Linked DNA regions of Gasterosteus aculeatus: region 2 is linked to region 1. Evidence: chromatin contacts called from public Hi-C data. All regions are on one chromosome and are shown on one strand. Each heading gives the region's core, a stretch centred on a gene start, on an enhancer-like site or on the middle of the called end of the contact. The rest is flanking DNA. Distances are from core to core; before and after follow the strand shown. Region 1 overlaps itga5 (integrin, alpha 5 (fibronectin receptor, alpha polypeptide)). Region 2 overlaps csrnp2 (cysteine-serine-rich nuclear protein 2).

Region 1 (3,616 bases), core at 407-2,906:
CCAGTGTCGCCAAGCTAGATCCAGACCTGCGCGATTAACCCAACGCTACGGTTGGTAACTCAAGACACCGGCGAAAGTAAGCCGAGCAAACTATTAAAACGCACAGTCCGGTGTTGTCAAATCCAAGTATAGTAGTAGTACTAGCTAACGGACGCTAAATCCAGCGGCAAATTTCCAACCCTGACGGCCCGTTCATACGGCCCGGCTTCCAAAACAGCTCCCGATGATAATAAACAAGGAACTTTGCTATTGTTGGTGCTCACAGCTGTCGACCTTGCTGCTGGTGAGAGACTCCTGTGACGCTGAGGAGCAAACGGGCAGCGTGCAAACTAAGGCAGGCTGAACCTTTCCACTTTTACTTGATTTATTGATTGCAGTCAGGTTGTAAATAGAATATCAACCGGCACAACCGGATGGAAGATAAACCGCAACCTATATTGTCCAGACCTTCTGTTTCTTTTATCCAACGAGGACACGACCTCCTCTGTAAGCGACATAAAAATTATTTTAACCACATGAGCCCATTAAACCCGTAACGTTAAACTCAAGCTCCTCATTTCCTCACTTTCAAGTCCCCTATTACATTAGAGTTTGTTAGACTTGGCTTTTTGGCCCAATCTATGCATGTAACAAGCTTTATTTACAGAACCTGACAATTCGCACTTTCAGCCTCCTACCAGATTAGTCATATGGGCGAGCGGGTTTCTCTGGACGTCCCTCCTCTCGACGCGGTGCTCATGTGCCTGCAGCGCGAGGACAGGTGGCTCTGTGGACGTGTGCTGGAGCTAAAAGAAGGAGATACAAGACACAAATACACACGCCACCAATTAGAATAAGACAGACACCGATGACCTCCCAACAGGCAAAAGAGCATCGTCAATAGAAGACCAAATGTTCGTATGAGGCTTTTTGTAATTATTTAGAAGCATGTGAGATCTTCTCCACATGGATTCACTACAGCTCGGTATAAAGGGGCGCGTCGCTGGATGTGGGGGACGAGCGAGTTGCTGGGCGAGGTGGTTCATCAAGCTGTTCTGAGCACAGGGAAGAGACGGGACTTCAAAGCGGTGCTGGGGTTAGTGTCCTGGGTGGGGCTAACAAGCTGGGAGGAGGAGGTGGGTGTGGGCCAACCAGCGGGACGGCGCAACGGTTAATCATACAGTGGAAACCAGCGGGAGACGTTCACTGTCCGAGTCAGGCCCGGCTTACTTTGAGGCGGAGGTGGTTCATGTTTTTGTCGGCGGTGCAGTTGATGGGGCCTTCCACGGAGAACTCGAGGGGGTAAAGCAGAGTCTGACCCTGAACTCTGAGGGGGCAGTGCAGCTCGAGTAGGGTGTTGCTGATCCGGCTGGGCCCGTTGTTCACCAGCTGCAAGAAGGAAATTAAAAAGAACACTGTAGTCAGTGATGTATAAGGAAAATATATTTAGTTGTAGCTGGGAGGCTTTTTTTTCATGCTGGAACTTTTATATTTGACAGATTTTCTTAATCTAATTCTGAACCTCAGCTAGATCAGAAAAAGCTGACAATAAATCATGCGCTCTAAACTGGTTTATATTTTCTTTGGCTTTCCTTCATTGCTGCACAGGGAAGTTCAAACAGTAGTGTCTGCTTTCGGACCCAATCTGCTCAGCCCTGATGAGTCTGCACCGCTAACAGCACGGCTGATTACCTCATAGATGTGTTCCACTGCGGGCCCAACGTCCTGCTCCGCCTCGTAGGTCTTGGTAACCTTCCAGTTGGCCGGCGGGAAGAAGACCTTATCTGGTCGAGACACACTTAAAAGAGAAGCGGGGATGTGAGAGAATGTGTAGGAAGGCCCCAGAGACCTAATGAAATTCCTAAAGTTCAAATGAGGGAATCCTGACACCGAACTCACCCTTGTAGAATTACTTCAGCCTGAACAACCACCTCCAGCTTGTAAGGCACGACCTCACTGAGGGAATTATTTTCATTTTTACTGTGGAAACAGGGAGAGGAAAAAAAAAAAGATTCTGATTAGCTGATGTCACTCGAGAGCTTTGCAGATCAGTTCTGCTGAAACCACACGTTAGTGTATCTTTAGTTTATATGCTCATGGTAGTTGTTGACAGCAAGTTGTACCTGCGAATCTGCAGCTCAAACTGAACAGTTTTGTGCGTGTCCTTCAGCCGCGGCACTGTGAAGCGCAGACCAGCCCACAGCTGCCAAGAGAAAGAGTCCACTTACAAATCAGCATTAAAAAAAGAATGTTATACTGTCCATGAATTCAGAAGGAACAGAAGTAGCACATGAACGACTCGCTTGCAGGCATTCCTTATGTACTCATTGCCTCCCGCTGATGGATTTTGTGATTTTCTCAGGGGTTTTGGTGGGTAAAGTATTTCTATTGATAATATCAATGAAGTATTTATCAATAACTTTGCATCCAGTTCTCTTTCATTAGGTCCGCCTGCAGCTTTCCTTTTAATGAGCAACCAACGCAATCAATAACATTACAACCACAGACCGTTACCATGAAAACAAGTATATATATTACAAAAAGTAAAGTGTTTGTTTAATATGTAGAAGGGTCATTAAAAAGGGGCACAGATGGGAATCTTTGCTTCCTGTCACAACATTTCCTAACACATTCGGACCTTTCCTGTTGCAGTTCACACCCAGCCGTACAACGAACTTACATCGTTTTCCTAGGAGGAGCAGTAAATCATGATGTTTGGACAACTAGGGCGGTCATTACATCAGGAAATCACAACATGTTTATGCTAGCCCAAATAATGTGTGATAACAATCTTAACACAATACCAAGTGTAGTGTTAGTGTAGATCATTACACAATACTACCATGTGCATTGTTGATACGACAGCAATGTTGGATTGCTTTTTTCTTGTGTTGGTTATAGTCAATACCAGTATATCGTTCAACGGTCACGGAGCATGAATACGGTCAGAGGCGCTGTACATACACTGGTGCCAGACTTCATCGGGTTGCCCAAATCACAGCTGAGGTATTGGGTTTGGTTCTCCGTGTCATATCTGCAGGTAAGCTGGGACAGGCTCTACGAAACAAGGAGACAGGGGATTGGACAATCATCGAGACAAAGCCCGGCAGCCGTGACAATGTTCCAAGAACAACACCGGCCCGTTTTTTTCTGTATTTTGAATTCTTACTTCATTGTTGCGAGCAATACCGCTGTAGTCCGCTTCGGGGGGCAGCACGACATAGAGCTCGGCCTCGTACGCCCCTCCCTCTCCCTCATTCTTGGCGTTGAAAGTCAGGGTCAGCGAGTTGTCATCGCCTAGGTAGACTTCCTTCCTGTTCCTGAGCACCCAGACAGAGGAAACGGTGGATCACTAACAAGGTTGATGTGTAGGTTAAATAGTGTCAGGACTCCTTAGGCAAATGTATATGTAGGGCTGAAATTTGCATCAATATTACGTCAACAAAAGATTAGATTGGTCTTTGAGTCTGGAAATTATACAATGACGGGTGTTACTTTCCCCGTTTTAAAAAAGAAACATTATAAGACAAATATGTAATTTCCTGAAATTAACAAACAGCTTAAATTACACTAATACCAAGTTCAGGCTTTGTGCTTGACATTTCTTTTTTTAAGAGCCTAACACGGTGACGGAATG
Region 2 (3,279 bases), core at 484-2,983, 81 kb after region 1:
ATATACTATAAATATTTACTACCACTAGATAAGTTGTATTCCTATTCAGTAGAGTGGAATCTGATTTTTTTTTACTTCATACAAAAAAACTAAGAAAATCAATCCAATGTGATATAATGCCTTGACATTAGCATGAGCAAGTCAGTATTATAATTTAAGCATTTGTGCTTGTATTGTGCGTGTATTGCATTTTGCTAACGAGCACCACATATGTAGACTGTCTATGTTGATGGATTGTCCGTGCACTTTTGGAGCAGCTTTTGGTTTTGTTTTAAAGTTCACGGCCCTCATTGTTTATTTTATCCCAATTTCTGTCCCGAGCGCACAGAGTGGACGTTGTGTCGGAGGGTCTTACTCAGTTCAGCCATGCAGCATGTGAGGAGCACGGCAGCGGACCAGCAGAAATACCGTGAGCTGGTTTTATGAATAGTGCCATTTAAAAGGGATTGGTTTCGGTGAAGGCCTTATGATGCCCCAGAACTGGCGTCACAGAGAGAGAGGGAAAGAGGGAGCATTCTTTCCAGGCGCTGGAGCAGCACTTACAGACGGGTAGACTGGAGTGAAGGGGTGATGGCATCTTTCCATCTCACGTACGTCACTCCTAAGGCCCAGTTGTTCTAGATGGCTCGGCCCAGTCACAACAGTCGTATTAAAGCCCAGATAAAGCTTTTGTTTTGCACATCTGTCAACACACACTCGGACGGCTCTGGGAGGGTTCTCTCCTCTGATTGTGAAGTGTTTGGTTTTTAATGGCCTCTCCAAATATTTCCACGGGCTCCAGATTGGTCTCCATCATCAACCCTGGTAGCTATCAGGCCCGGCTGAGTCCTTCCGGCCATTGGATGAGTGAAACAATAGAAAGCAAGAGACCGGAAGGGTAAAACAGATGATGCATAGTTCTGGTATCGGTGGACTGCAGCCACAATTGTTCCAGAGGTTCCAGAGGTAATTTGTTCCTGCACGTTTGTGATATTGTGTCTGGGCTTGGACTGAATGATGGCACGTGGTGACTGGCATTGATGACTAGGGGAATTTTTAGTCAAAGTTGTCGTTTGAGCCACTATTGTTTGTACCGGGGGCCAACGGTATTTGGTATCGGTCATGGCAGTGAGTGTGTATCCTGCAGAGCAACTTCCTGCCATTGAAGTAAGCAAGTATTTTGCCAAACACGGTCAGTGGTTGTACACAGTGAAACGCGAGAGACCACCTTGAAACTGTAAGACAGCACAGGCGATTAAAAGATGTTACTGCCTGCTGGTGATTATTCTGAGGGATCAAAGCCAGTTCAGTAGGAGTGGAAAGCTACACGCAGGTTTGAGAAAGTGGCATCACATAGTAAATTAAACCCGTTGAGCTTTATCTCCAGATGTACGATGATCCTTTGGCATGGATAAGATGCAATGCCTCAATTTCAGAGGAACAACTGCAGTGAATAAGTCCTCTGTGTGACACACATGGGGAGAGCAGGTTGCCTTTAGAAGGAGTGCAGCGAGTGTGACGCTTACATTTATAAGGACAATGTGATGTAAGGTTTAAAAATTAAAGCCCTTCAAACTCACATTTGTGAGCAATAAAAGAATAAATTAAAAAAAGACAGACTCCTGAAATGAGCCCCTCAACTGCATCTGGTGCTAGGGCAATATAAAAATAAAAGATGTCAGTTGTAGGTAGAGGCCCTCCCCTAGTGGTCAGAGAGTGTACTGCATCCAGCAGACAGTCTGTCATGACCTCCAGTGTCTGGACAAGGACACATTTAATGACACAACTTCACACTGGGGCTTCTTTGGGTTCCAAAGCAAATACTGCCTCCATGACACGGTTGCATCTCACACCCGAGTCACAGCTCCTTACTGTCAGAAACTACAGAGTGGCTAATGGGGAAAAAAATGCCAGACTAGCAGAAGCAGACTTTATCGTTATCGGCAAGGTGGGCAGCTCAACAAAAGCTCACAAACAGCTGTGTGTTACGATGATTATGCATTGCTCATTGTAAACACAGGTGCGATTAATAACGTTAATCATGGCGCTCTTTTGCGTGGTCGAGCCGGGCCCCGCGATTGTGCCGACTGAATGAGGATGATGCAGAAAATAGAATGAACCATGGTGAGCTCAGGTGCAACTCTCATTTTGTCAATTTACCTTCACGATTATACCTGTTTTACCTGCCGTGACACGTCAGAACGGCTGCCCTGTGTAGGGGCCTATCGGACCGCCTCTTGAGTTATTCGCAGTCTGAAACATCAGTAAAATACACATAACAGAAGTATTTCTCAGACAGCAGAGTACCAAGTGATTTGTCTGTTTCGCTGACGGTTACGTTACTCTACTCGCGAGGGGACAACGCAGCTCATGCAGTCTGCCTCCAGTTGCAGTGAAGAAGAGATGCGATTGCACAGTGACCCGTGGAGGACGACGGAGCCCCCCGTTCACCCGTCTCATTAAAGTCTAATAATATTGAGCTTGTCGCGTGGCGCATTGGCTCATTGAGTCTGCAGCAAAACACTCCCATTATGCAGTAGATCTGGTTCATTGTTCATGAGACACGCAGAGGACATAGAAAGGTATTACTTGCATTATAGCTAGATTCTATATCTAAATAATAGTTTGCGCTGTCTCCTTAAATTAACAGTCGGTTTCCCCTGCTGCCTCCTGCAATGCAGTCTATGATTGAGAACGGTGAAATCACGAAAATTGATTAATTACATGCTTAAATCAACACAACAGGCATAACACATTATCCTTTTTCAAGTGAGTGTTTTATTCTTTTTATTTTGTATAAAAAAAAACAAAAAAAACTTTTGTCCACAGTTAGCATGAGAGTAGTCCCCATAGCTTTTAGATAGTCTAAACGTGTTATTGTTTACAACAATCGCACACCCCTCTCACACAGAGAAACACACAATCACGTAGTGTAATGGTGTTGGTTTGATGGCAGTGGTCCCAAACCTTTGTCTATCAAAAGAAAGCCAAGGACAACAACAGGCAGCTTCTAATCATCACCATTCTAAAAGACGGTATGATGTCAAGGCGAGTCACGTGAAACACACAAAAGGCCGACAATTAATCCTAACCCTCACAATAACTACGCCGCTTTGTTAAAACGTGATGCTTGAGAGCATCTGCTAATTAGGTTTGAAACCACTGCTTTGGTGCAACTGTTAAGCAGATTCATATTAAGAAAGTTGAAAAAAATGATAATAAAAAGGCAAAGAAATACATCAGGCATCTCGTACACGGCGGCACATCTTGTGTTTGACAAGTTGTCGCCCAAAAAGCAGC

Evidence for each region. A called contact is a pair of places that touch in the nucleus more often than the background predicts.
Region 2: a Hi-C map of skeletal muscle shows a contact between it and region 1, with 4 times the contacts expected there. The contact joins two enhancer-like sites. A contact is called at or near these places in 2 of 6 Hi-C or Micro-C datasets (both in skeletal muscle).

Annotation. Positions count from the first base shown.
Region 1 is chr2:7,956,390-7,960,005 of fGasAcu3.hap1.1, forward strand. It overlaps itga5 (integrin, alpha 5 (fibronectin receptor, alpha polypeptide)), which reads right to left. Exons shown (of 30, transcript XM_040192481.2): 20 at 3,149-3,299; 21 at 2,944-3,036; 22 at 2,103-2,182; 23 at 1,879-1,959; 24 at 1,672-1,777; 25 at 1,210-1,368; 26 at 678-785. Among protein-coding and RNA genes, the nearest start is that of itga5, 23 kb to the right of the region's middle. Within about 2 kb of position 1,657, at least 1 of the 9 cell types and tissues checked has open chromatin away from gene starts, as enhancers often do.
Region 2 is chr2:8,037,053-8,040,331 of fGasAcu3.hap1.1, forward strand. It overlaps csrnp2 (cysteine-serine-rich nuclear protein 2), which reads right to left. Exons shown (of 5, transcript XM_040193527.2): 5 at 2,738-3,279. Among protein-coding and RNA genes, the nearest start is that of csrnp2, 9.6 kb to the right of the region's middle. Within about 2 kb of position 1,734, at least 1 of the 9 cell types and tissues checked has open chromatin away from gene starts, as enhancers often do.